Linked DNA regions of Sus scrofa: region 1 is linked to region 2. A link is a contact called in public Hi-C data. All regions are on one chromosome and are shown on one strand. The core of a region is the stretch at or near the end of the contact, and the rest is flanking DNA. Distances in the headings are between cores, read along the strand shown. Region 1 overlaps MFHAS1 (malignant fibrous histiocytoma-amplified sequence 1). Region 2 overlaps LOC106508273 (a long non-coding RNA gene).

What was found. Hi-C and Micro-C count contacts between places; a contact is called where the count stands out from the background.
Region 1: a contact with region 2 is called in a Hi-C map of liver, with 5 times the contacts expected there. The contact joins two enhancer-like sites. A contact is called at or near these places in 3 of 47 Hi-C or Micro-C datasets (embryonic fibroblasts, fetal liver and liver) and 1 of 2 datasets of contacts at active chromatin or transcription factors (alveolar macrophages).

What each region holds. Positions count from the first base shown.
Region 1 is chr15:56,271,079-56,277,642 of Sscrofa11.1, forward strand. All of the region lies in intron 1 of MFHAS1 (malignant fibrous histiocytoma-amplified sequence 1), which reads left to right. Among named protein-coding and RNA genes, the nearest start is that of MFHAS1, 74 kb to the left of the region's middle. Within about 2 kb of position 2,758, at least 24 of the 83 cell types and tissues checked have an H3K27ac peak or open chromatin away from gene starts, as enhancers often do. A contact at or near this core is called in fetal liver and liver, where this site is marked.
Region 2 is chr15:56,139,759-56,146,218 of Sscrofa11.1, forward strand. It overlaps LOC106508273 (a long non-coding RNA gene), which reads left to right. Exons shown (of 3, transcript XR_001305012.2): 3 at 2,712-2,845. Among named protein-coding and RNA genes, the nearest start is that of ERI1, 19 kb to the left of the region's middle. Within about 2 kb of position 4,918, at least 14 of the 83 cell types and tissues checked have an H3K27ac peak or open chromatin away from gene starts, as enhancers often do. A contact at or near this core is called in fetal liver and liver, where this site is marked.

The DNA of each region.
Region 1 (6,564 bases), core at 1,508-4,007, 130 kb after region 2:
GAGATATGGGAATGAAATGAAGTGAGTCCCATGTTTGCCCCAGCCTAGTGCCTTGAGAGTGCCCAGGCTGTAGTACAGAGAAGGGAGCTGAGACATACCTCCTAATTCAGGGGCCCAGGGTGACTGGTGTTTGCAGGACAGAGAACTGGAGAGGAAAGAGAACTCCAGAGGGTTCTCTGGAAAACCCAGCAGGGTGCTGATCAGCACATGTGTGTGAACAAACTATCTGAGACTGGGGAAAAGAAGGGGGGGGTGCTTAGATCTGATTTCCTCCTACCCCATCCCCAGAGCACTAAATAACTTATAGTACCTCCACTTCCCTAGTCCCCTTCCCCCACTCTAACCCATTCCAACTATAATTCAGAAGAGGGCGGTTTTTTTTTTTTTTTTTAAGCTACACTTAACAGGTTTCCCTAAGTCTTGTAATTCTTCAAATTTAGAAAACATTTCAAGATGTTGGCATTGGAGTCTCCCCAAATGGATCTTGACTTTGACATGACTTTCTCTTTAGTTCGTAAAAGATGCAAGAACCAGGTAAAACAGAAAAGCAGAGTGGCTTCTGGAGCAGAGCGCTTCCAGTTTCTGTGCCAGGCCTGGCATATGGAGGAGACAGTGATGGGCTGGGAAGTTTGAACACTTGCCCCAGCTGGCCATTTGTGTCCCCTTGGGAAGAAGAGGGGGTAGTCTGTGGCCCTCATGGCCTGAGTGTGCGCCCCACTAGTGTCAGATTTGGGACCACATCCCTGAGAGAGCTTGAGAAGCCGCTTTGTAAATGCCGTCAATTTCTGGACTCATCAAATGATCAGTCACTTATTCACCATCATCTCATACCTGCTATGGGCCCAGCACTGCTTTCATTGCTTGGATCCCACAGTGAACAAGAGGAATCCCCATACTTGTGATGCTTACATTCTAGTAGAGGAGACACGCCATAAATCAATACATGTTAGGTGGACAGAAATACCATAAGAAATATAAAAGAGGGGACAGAAAGTGGGTGACTAGGAGGTGGGGGTGCTGTTTATACAGGGGGGTCAGGGAAGTTCTTCTTGAGGTTTTGATATCTGAGACTGAACAAAGCAGGGATGGGGAAGCTCAGTGATTAGAATGAGGTCCTGAGGTAGGAGTTTGCCCTGCAAGGAGGCCAGTGAAGCCAGGGTAGGAGAAGGGAGATGACATAGGACCCTGTAGATGTGTGAGTGACAGAGGAGGCGGTGGAGGGTCTGAGCCAAGGAGTAATGTGACCTGATGTGCATTGAGGGAGCCCCTCTGCTTCAGTGGGGAATGGACTGTGGGGGCAGGAGGTGGCAAGGACCAAGGAGCTGATGACATGGTAGGATGCCAGTGGGTCTGAAGCTGGAACAGGATGCAGCGATGTATTCAGTGTGTGGTGTGAGAGAAAAGGGGAGGGAAAAATGACTCCATTTTTGTTTGGTTGGTTTTTTTTTTTTTTTTGTCCAAAGTGACTGAAGAACAGAGTGGACGTTCACAGACACAGGGAAACCTGGAAATGGAGTAACTTGGTGGGGGGTGGAGCCAGTGGGAGTCAAGAGTTTGATTTTGGGCACGTCAGTATCCAAGTGACAGTGTTTGATAGGTAGTGGGATCTCGGTGTGATATCCAGGCAAGAGCTCAGGACTGGGGGTGAACTGAGGCCACAGCCAAGCAAGCAGACCGAGCTGCCCCCAGAGGTGGCTCTTTCCCCTGATGAAGCCAGTCCTGTTTGGGGGTCCCATACATTCTAATGGGTGTAAACACTTTCATGTTTATGTTTTTTTCTTTGTGCTGAGGCTTCATTTGGAAGCCAGCTGTGTACCTCCTTGCAGGAAAAGGTGTATCTGAAAGATAAGAAAAATAAAGACTTACATAATTCAAAAAGAATTCTTTCTTACCAAAGAATTTTAAGGTTATAGATTTTAATTTGGTCAGTTTCTATGCCATTAACTATTAGGAAAAGAACTACTCCTATTTAAGACTGAAAATGTGATCACTGGTTAAAAAATGCATGTGCATATTTCTCAAATAACCTAGAGTGGAAAAAAATGCTTTCTTGTTCACAGTTGCAATCTGGGTTTTTGTTTTGTTTGCTTTTTAGGGCTGCATCTGTGGTATATAGAGATTCTCAGGCTAGGGATCAAATTGGAGCTGTAGCTGCTGGCCTACGCCACAGCTTATGGCAACACCAGATTCCCAACCCAGCCCACTGAGCAAGGCCAAGGATTGAACCTGAATCCTCATGGATACCAGTCGGACTTGTTTCCATTGCGCCACCACGGGCACTCCGCTTTTTGTTTGTTTAAACTGGCCTCAGGTCCAGGCTGGATCTTCTGGGAATGAAAACTTGGATGGGGGCAGGGGGGTAGATAAAGAAAAACTCCTGCTGGAAGAGGATCCGGGCTGGAACAGGTTCCCCTGTAGTGTCTGTGGGTCTGACTCTTAAGTTTGTGGGGTTTTTCAGGGCCCTGTAGGGGCTTCTCAGAGAAGCTCCCCCCTCACCCAGAGTAATTCATTCCTCCTCCCCACTACCTTCCTCCAAGGGAAATGAATTTGCAGGAATTGTCATCATCTTGCTTGTTTGGAGACGTGAAGCAAAGGATCACTCCTAAGGACTTCAGGTCGTTCCCTAAGTCCTTCAAAATCAGGTCAGTTTTGACAAGCCTGCCTGGTCAGCATTTCAGCTTTCAGTTCAGGTCCTAAAAGTTCCTCCCATTTTCAGCTGAAAGGAGAACGCAGGTTGGAGGGAGGCAGTTTTAGTCTGAAGGCTTTTGGGAAACTGTCTGCATTCACTCCTCTGAGCCTGGAATGGTTTCCAGTAAGAAGTAGGTGACAGGCTATCCAAATAAAGAGTAAGCTTTTGAAAACACTCCAGTCCAGCGGCATGGGGGCTTTTTTATGATCCTGACTTGCATGTTGAGAGCGGGAAGGCCAGAGCTGGGTTTGGGCTCTGTTCCTCCGCCCTGCCTCCTCGCCTGAGTGCACTTTGATCTATGAAGCATGTCTCATCCTCAGCCAAGTCGGCTAGAACTTTATCCAGAGCAGGAAAAGGAGAAATATTTTTCCTTTCTTGGGTGGATTTGTATTTATATAAACCCTTAGCAATGGTGATGGAGCCAAGTGGCCGGCACAGCGTCTGAGGCGAGCTGGAATGAATGAATGGCGGGAAGAGGCAGGGCTATGTTTCCCTGTGTCCCCAGTCAGCTCTGACTTGGGTCAGACCTAGTAAAGGTCAGTAAGGAAAGAGGGTGGTCTAAGACCTCAGAGGCATTTTGCTGAGGGATGTGCTCGTACACAGGGCCATTGATGCAACAGGTCGAGCGGAGCCAGCAGCTGATAGGTTAACCCCAGATCATAACTCCAGTGAGGTATCTGTATGTGTGTGAACGATTGGGTCACTTTATTTCTTTGCATGTCATCACTAAGAGTATAAGCTTGTAGACGACCTCTGAAGCTCAACCTTCTCGTAGTGTTACTAATTTACCTCCATGAATCTGTCTATACCTTTTTGGACCAGCCCTTGCCACTTCTCAAGGCTATTTACTTTTTTATTTCTATTTCTTTTTTTTTAATTGAGGTGAACTGATTTAACATTAGGTAAGTTTCATGTTTCCAATATTGTATTTCTTCTATGTATGCTCTACAGTGCTCACCACCCAAACTTTAGTTTCCATCCATCACCATCAATTTGTTCCCCTTTGCCCTCCCTCCATCCCTTTCTCTCTGGGAACCACTATTCTGTTGTCTGAATCTGTGTGTTTGTCTTTGTTTAGTTCAGCTTGTTCACTTATTTTATTTTTTTACATTCCACATGTGAGTGACATCAGATGGTATCTGTCTTTCTCCGTCTTATTTCAGGGCAGCGAATTTTTACAGTAGGCTTACCATCCATATGAAAGCTTTCTTGCCCTAAAGCCCCCTTATTTAAGCTTCAAGTAGTGCCTTGTGGTTCTTTGTTTCTAGGATACAATGTGACTCCTCTTTGGCCATTCTAGAGAAATTTTGTACAGAATCTAAAGACAGGATCTCTTATTCTTGTAATATGGCGATTTGTCTACTATCTGCGCGAGTCTGAGGAAGTGCTGATACCAAGTGTACTGAACGTTAATATAAAACAATCTTTTATTTTACACCATTGTAGGCACCTCAGATTCTGGCAACGTCCCTGGAGTAATTCTCCTACTTATTAAATTAATAAGTGCCACAGGAGCCAGGTTCACCTGCTGTCCCAGAATGTTTGTCCTGGCCCCTAGGAATATTTATTTTGTGTCTGTTGGGGCCTCACACTTCAAAGAGGAATCTTCCCACAGTTTCTCCCTGGCATATCATCCCAGTGCTGCGATGGACACTCAGAGAAGGAAGCTCCTCAGGGACCCTGGGACTCTTTCTGCAGGTGGAGGAAGTCTAGGCAAAAGAGCAGCCTGGAGAAGGAGGTGATGGGGGGGCCTTTTGTTCCACTGCAGGTGATGGAATGGGGGCCTGGGGGGTGGGGAGGGAATTTCAAAGAGCCAAGCATGAGGAAACGGTGGGGAAGAAAGGTACAGAGGGTTGCATATGTACAAATAAAAACACACAAAAAGAAAAAGACATTAGGAAAAGGAAATGTAAGCTTGTAATGTGAAGGAAGGAGATTTGCAAAAAAATTTGTCAGCAAAATTTTTACCCCTTGAACTTTTGCCAGATGTTTACCCTGAAGTCCTAGCTCTTTTGATCCGGAAGAGACCTGCATGCTGATCCATCCAAGAGGAGACCCCTGGACCAAATGCCACTCTTTTTGGTGTAGCATACTCAAGATATTTAGTCACCTCCTTCTGTCCCTCAAACAAAAAGCTTTTTGTAATTAAAAGCAAACATTACTCTGAGGAGAGTCATCCTCTGTCAGGAACTGGGTTAAACAGTGAAAAGCTAGGCCTGTCTGCACCAGATGGAACACCTGCCATAAAAAGAAAAATTCAAAGTATCCGGTCACTTGTGCCTGGCGTCAGGGACAGGCTTGGCTTCCATTGCATTACTCATCAGGAGCATCTGAGGGCTTTACAGGTTAGCTTCATTTTATGAGTCAGAGAAGAAACTAAGAATGTGGCCTTCGTTTTTCCTTCTGCCTCTGTCACCACTGTCACCACCTTGGAGGATGTTGGGAAGAAGTCGAAGTGCTGAAATTTCATTTGCTCAGGGCAGCCTAATTAATGAGAGGCCATGAAGACTCGCTGAAAGTAGGTAGTGAGCTGTATCCTTAGCTCAACGTCATCTCCAAGAACCCCAGCTGACCTGCTTCTGGGGTTCTACAGACCTCGGCTTGTACATTGTACTTTTTTAATGGTAAGACTTGACCAATTGTCCACAAGCCTTCAAGGATAGAAGGTCATTTCCAAGTGATTTTTAAAAAAAAAAAACAAAGTCACGGCATTTAGAGTCAAAACTGGACTTGAGAACTCAACACATCTTGGAGCCAGAAATGCCTTTACACTGTCAAATTGCCTAGAACTCAGTGGCTTCCTATATTTTGAAGACTGGCAGGGCTATATATGGTGAAAATGAAAACACAGTTCTGAAAGAGATTCACAGTATAGGGGACCATTGCAGTTTAGGGGACCACTCTCGTGGTCCCAGGACTCCCTACGAGTATATGATGTGGTCAAGGGCTGGAATGATATCTGTGGGCCCCTCAGCTGACTCCCCAGTGGCTCAGCAGTGTCTCCCAGGGCACCTCTCCAGTTTTGATGGTATCCTAGCTGGCTTCCTCACTGATTCAGCAGCATCCCATGGGATAGCTTTTCAGGGACTCTCAGTTGGTACCCCATCCGGCTTCAGTTCAATAGCATGCTCCCTGCCTTCCCCTCCCAGACAGCTTCCTGGGGAAATTTTCTCACCCAGAGGACAGTTCCCTGCCAGCTTCAGCCAGCTGACTGTGGACCAGTCTGGTCTGGGCAACGCAGCAGGCTTTTCCCCCATTCAGGGGCTGCACCATATTCTATCCATTCAACAAAGTCTAAATCTCAGCTTTGCTGTGGCCTCCTCACACCCAAGTTTTTCTTTCTTGGCTGTTTTTCTTCAGCTGTAGGGTATTCTGTAGAGTTCACCCTTCATTCGTCTTGGTAGTAAATTCTATATAATAGGTTAATAATTATTTATATTAAACCTTATTCTGTGGTTGTCCGACTAGACCCTCACTGATCAGTACAGCCAGCAAATCTTAGCCAGAATTGGAACTAAGGCTATCTGATTCCAGAACTAAACTACTTCGTATTATTTCTCTATGAGCAGAAATTTCATATACATTAACTTGATTAGTGTTTTAGATTGCATTTATATTTTGTTATTTCCCCCATGTTATTTTTTAAATTTTAATATTTTTAAATTTTTTCTTTTTATGGCTGCACCTGCAACATATGTAACTTCCCAGGCTAGCAGTTGAATTGGAGCTGTAGCTGAGGCCCACACCACAGCCAGAGCAACACTGGGTCCAAAAGTATCTGCGACCTATGCAACAGCTTGTGGCAAATGCTAGATCCTTAACCCACTGAACAAGGCCAGGGATCAAACTAACATCCTCACACAAGCATCATCAGG
Region 2 (6,460 bases), core at 3,668-6,167:
GCTAACCTCCTTTGACATATGACATTGAGTCTTAGATAAATTAACTACCCCAAGGTCATACTGCTAAATTAATATTACAGAATGAATATAGCATCATGGCCCATACCTCCTTTGTGGAAGCATTCATATGTATTTAATTACTTTGTAAAAGCTCTGGACTTACAAAAGGGGCAGATGTTCACTCTTTTGTTTCCGGTTGCCAAATTACTGTTCTCTACCTTGACTGCACATTAGAATCACCTGATGAGCTTGTAAAATTGATGCCAGGGTCCTACCTCTACCAATGAACTCAGGATGCCATGGCTATCAATTTAGACCAAGTTAAGCTAACTGCGTGGATTGAGATGGGAAAAGATTTGTCGGCTAAAAAAAAAAAAAAAAAAACTGCATACAACTTGGAGTTCTCGTTGTGGCTCAGTGGCTTAAGAACCTGACTAGTATCCACAAAGATGTGGGTTCCATCCCTGGCCCTGCTCAGTGGGTTAAGGATCCAGCGTTGCCTTGAGCTGTGGTGTATAGGTCGCAGATGCGGCTTGGATCTGGCATTGCTGTGGCTTTAGCATAGGCTGGTAGCTGCAGCTCCAATTCAACCCCTAGCCTGGGGACATCCATATGCTGCACATGTGGCCCTAAAAGAAAAAAAAAAAAAAACACATAAAACCTAAACGTTGTAAGTTATGTTTTATTCAGTGAACTTACTGAGGACTATAGCCTCTCAGGTAGCTCTGAGACACTGTTCCAAAGAGGTAAGGGAGGAGCCAGGACATATATATATATATAGAGAGAGAGAGAGAGAGAGAGAGAGAGAGAGAGAGTTATTGCTTGGAAAAAAGCCAAGTAGCTGAATATCAAAATATTACTGCTAGTCACACAGACATCTCCAATTAATGATTTTAGTGCTCTTCTATGTATGGGAAGATGCAAGAGTCTGGGGTGATTGAAAATATTTCTTTGATATGCATCTTAGCTACCTAAAGCCAGTATCCAGTTTTTCCTCCACCCTGAATTCCCCTCAAGAGGGCACTGTTTGTGGAGGAGGGGAGGTTGCAATGGCTGATGGCTTGATGGAGTGTGTAATTCAATGTCTATCAGAATGGCAGACAACACTCTTTGTTTATTGAAACAGCAGGCACCATTTTTTTTTTTTTTTTTGGTCCACAAATTGCATTGAAAATGTGATGGTAAGTTTATGGTTAGGAGAATATGAATTGGAGGGAGAAGGGGATAGGACTACAGGCAGCTTTTAGCTTCAATGAATGGGAAGTTAAGTGGTAGAGGCATTAGATAATGAAACAAATATAGGGTCACTGGTTTTCTATTTCATAACAAGATGTGTTATAAGTATCCTGAACCCCGAATTTAAAGGGAGAAAACTATTGAAATATACAGGTTAATTCTCAAAACGAATCTTAATGGGGACAGATAGTTATAAAATATGGACATAAAACTAAATAATTAGCTAAGACTTACTGGGGAAAAATGAATACCAAAGGGATTGGCCTAGCCATCCGTATTTTTAAAAGTCTTCCCACACTATCTCAGTGTGCAACCAGGGTTGAGAATTCTTACTTTGCCTCCATCCTCTTAATCCAGTCTCCCTGCTTCTCACAGTTCCATGTCACTATTTGATAGATTGCATATAGAATATGCTTGTGATTTATGCTATTTCTGGACAAGCAAATGGCACTTAGCCCTGAAGAAGGGATGCCATGCTCAAGCTGGCTTGATATGGTTTCTACAGACAGGCAGTTCTTTGAAGATGGAGAAGAAGAGAATACTGCATCTCATGCCCCCATTTCATTCAGCTCATCGCTGGCCTCATTGCTACTGTGTTATTCCCCATGACTGAGCTCCTAAGGCATCACCTGGCTTTGGGACCAGCTGCATTTACAAAATGCTTAGAAAAGCTTTTGGAGGCATAGCCCTTTTGTTTGTGAATAAACAAGTCATTTCAGCTCTTTCTCAAAGTGGCAAGGTCTAAGAATTTACTCCTTTCATTATGATCAATTTGATTTTAAGACAGTCTGATTTTTAGCAATTTCTCCTTCCATTCTTTGATTCACATCTCAAGTCAATGAATAAAATATATTAACATTATGATCCTCTTGGAGTCAGAGTTCTGTCTTTAGAACAGTGATAGGGTGGTTTGGAATTACCCCTAGGGGATGTTTTGGAAATCTGTGTGGGAGGGGGGATTAGTTGTCACAATATTGGGGTAGTGGTGTTGGCATGGAACTGTTCTATAAACTTTTGAATATTCCATCTGATAATTGTGTAGGAAAATCAAATAAACTGAACACCCTATTTATTATTCTATGAGCCTAGAACCCAATTCATGTTACCTATAAGGACAAAATATCTTTTGCATGGTTTTGATATACACTGAATTTCATGAATGCAACTACAATGTATAAAGAGAAATATTACACTGTTTTGCTTGCTTTACTAAGAGTTGTTTGTCATTTTGGAAAATCTTATCACCAATTTGGGATAATTTGCTTGCCATTATGAGACACCTGAATCAGCTTTAATTTGTGGCCGTCACTTTCACATGTGACTCTACGTGTCAGACTCTACATCCTGTCCCTGTACCATATTCTTAGTAATCATTTCCCTTTTATTTCACCTTTATATTTTAGTTAGAGCATTGTATTGATTTTTTTTTTAATTATGGTGTAGGTAAATGATATTAACTCTGAATTGCATTTTAGGAAGTGTTACAAAATACTCATTATAAAAAATGAGCACCATCACTCGTTATTAGAGAAATGAAAATCAAAACCACTATGAGGTTACATACACCAGCCAGAATGGCCATCATCAAAAAGTCTACAAACAATAAGTGCTGGAGAGGGTGTGGAGAAAAAGGAACCCTATTACACTGTTGGTGGGATTGTAAGTTGGTGCAACCACTGTGGAAAACAGTATGGAGATGCCTCAGAAAACTCAAAATAGAACTATCATTCGATCCAGCAATCCCACTCCTGGGCATCTACCCAGAGAAAACAATGACTCGCAAAGAGTGCTGTTCATTGCAGCACTCTTTTCAATAGCCAAGACATGGAAACAATCTAAATGTCCATCAACAGAGGAGTGGATCAAGAAGATGTGGTACATATACACAATGGAATATTACTCAGCCATTAAAATGAACAAAATACCGGCATTTTTAGCAACATGGATGGACCTAGAAATTATCATGCTAAGTGAAGTCAGCCATACAATGAGACACCAACATCAAATGCTTTCACCGACGTGTGGAATTTGAGAAAAGGACAGACTGAACTTCTTTGCAGAACGGATGCTGATTCACAGACATTGAAAAACTTATGGTCTCTGGAGGAGACAGTTTGGGGGTGGGGAGATGTGCTTGGGTTATGGGATGGAAATCTTGTGAAATTGGATTGTTATGATCATTATATAACTACAGATGTGGTAAATTCATTTGAGTAATAAAATAAAAAATAAAATGAGCACAGGGTCTAATAGGGTTGAGAACTCTTCTTTAGTTAGAGCATTGTATTAATTTTTTTTAAATTATGGTGTAGGTAAATGAAATTAACTCTGAATTGCGTAGTTAAGGAAGCGTTACAAAATACTCATAAAAAATGAGCACAGGATCTAATAGGGTTGAGAACTCTTCTTTTAGAAGGAAATGAAGCCTTGCTTTTCAGACTGGATCCAGAGAAATCTTGAACCTCAACTCTATATATAAGAATTTAAGATAAACTTCAAAATATAAAGTGTTGCTGGAGTTCCCGTTGTGGCACAGCAGAAACAAATCCAACTAGGAAACATGAGGTTGCAGGTTCGATCCCTGGCCTCACTCAATGGGTCAAGGATCTGTCATTGCCATGAGCTGTGGTGTAGGTCACAGATGTGGCTTGGATCTGGCGTTGTTGTGGCTCTGGTGTAGGCCAGCAGCTGCAGCTCCAATTAGACCCCTAGCCTGGGAACATCCATATGCCACAGGTGCGGCACTGAAAAGACTAATTAATTAATTAATTAATAAAGCGTTGCAAGTGTTTTCCAAACTATCTTCTCAGAATTACAAAGTTGCAAAATAAATGGAATATTATTTAATTATATGCAACAATTATATATTATATGTGCATTATATCTTATGCATTATCTATATATATAGCCATCTCTCTATATATATATCATATCTATCATCTATCTATAATATCAAGGACAGTGCATGCAATTGTATGAATATAAGCTAAGGTGTAACACTTTCCCCTCATGTAACTGTTTGAAATAAGCATTAACTCTTAATTCCAACATTTACTTCTAACCCAAAGGGAAGGGCACACTTTAAAATTTTTTTCAGCTGAGTTAGCACCATGCTAGACTTCATCATGAAAACATCCTTGTCATGCCAGTCTTTCTTCACCTCCTGCTCACCAGGCCCTAAAAGGGAGATTCATATCCATGGAAGAAAGTGCCTGGCTTTCTTGGGAGGCTTTCTTTCCTCCCTCAGTAGAAGCCTGATCTTGTTTGTGACAGTTGCCATAGGAGTAGCCCTTGTTGCAAGGGTGACTCTGTCACTAAAACAAATACATACAAAGAGCTGAGAAGCAGATTTCAGCCTCCAGTGCTTCAAACCCGGAGGAATGAAAACAATCTGTGAAATTTAAATAGAATAAATCCCAGTGCCCCCAAGGGAAGTGGGAGTTTATTTTTAGGCTGCAAGCACTGTCATCCAGGCTTTAGGAATGACAGACTGAACATTCAGAGCTAAGCACTGCCTGTTTGCAGCCCTAAACTGGGCTGGGGAGGCAGAAAATAAACCAGCCCCATGTGGGGGCTTCATTCCCAGCCACCTCGGCTGCCTGCTCCTGCAACCTGTTAGCCTTGGCCACCATTCGAATAGGGGGGCTCAGAGCAGATCCACTTGTTTAGCATCTTTGCCATCCCTGGTGCCGGGGCTTGGGGCGGTGGTGACAGGCTAGGCTAGGCAGGCAGGTGGAGCCAGTGCTGTATGATGCAGTGGCTGGGCAGCATGGTAGCAACGATCACCAACCCATGCTGGAGCTGCCCCTGGTTCTTGGCACCCTGGTGGGAACCAGAGTGATCCTGGAGGTGCAGTGCACCCAAGGCGAGCTCTTGCCAAGATTGTACCAGTGGACGAATGCTCACCAGGTCCATGCCAGCTCCACAAGAGGCAGGACCTGGACCAGTCCCCAGACGGCTGAACAAACCAGATAGCAGAGGAAAGTATTCAGTGCCTTACTTATAAAACATTATCAGAGCATCATAGTCCTGGCTTGGTTTTGAAATGCTAGTTTTCAATTATATTATTATTGACCTTTTATTATTACAAATAAATATTAAAATTCAGCATTGAGTTATTTAAAAATTCCTGTTACTGATGTGGCAGGTTAAAGATCCAGCATTGTCTCTGGGTGACATAAGTCTGATCCCCAGCTGGCACAGTGAGCTAAGGTCCTGCGTTGTTGCAACTGTGGCAAAGGTCATAGCTGGGGCTGGGGTTTGATCCCTAGCCCAGGAACTTCCATATGCCACCAGTGCCATTAAATAAATAAATAAATGTTAATAGATTTTTTTTAAAAGGGCAGCTTCAGGAATTCCCATGGTGGCTCAACAGAAATGAATCTGAGTAGTATCTATGAGGACACAGGTTTGATCCCTGGCCTCACTCAGTGGGTTAAGGATCCAGCATTGCTGTGAGCTGTGGTGTAGGTCCCAGACATGGCTCGGATCTGGCGTTGCTGTGGTTGTGGCGTAGGCCAGTGGCTACAGTTCCAATTCGACCCCTAGCCTGGGAACCTTCGTATGCTGTGGGTGAGGCCCTAAAAAAAGACCAAAAAAAAAAAAAAAAAAAAAGGCAGATTCAGTTTTACAGAAAAATTGAACAGAAAGTCTGGAGAATTCCCTGTGTCCCTTCTCCCCTCCCCACAGTTTCTCTATTGACATCTTACATTAGTGTAGTACCTTTGTTACCACTGATCAATCAATATGGCTACAATATTATTAACTGAGTCCATAGTTTACATTAGGCTTCACTCTTTGTATTGCATTGTTCTATGAGTTTTGACAAATGAATGTCATAAATGGGTCATTAGAGTGTCATACAAGTAGTTCCACTGTTCTAAAACTCCCGTGTGCTCCACTTACTTATCCCTCCCTCCTTCATCCCGCTCCCAACCAATGGCAACCTGATCTTTTATGTCACCATAGTTTGAGTCTCCTATAGATGAATTACTAAACTTCATAAATGCCGTGGCCAAATGCTGATCACTGTTTGAATTATGCTTTGATACAATAATTAAATAAATACTTTGGTCACTGAACAGCTCATTTATAAGTACATGCAGGCTACTCAGTGGTATAGAAGGTACTCTCCAACCCTGAGATACTATGATACTTTTGAGTTTTCCAGGATGTCCACCCACTTGGTACAGATTGTCCAAAAGGGACAACTAGCCAACTTACT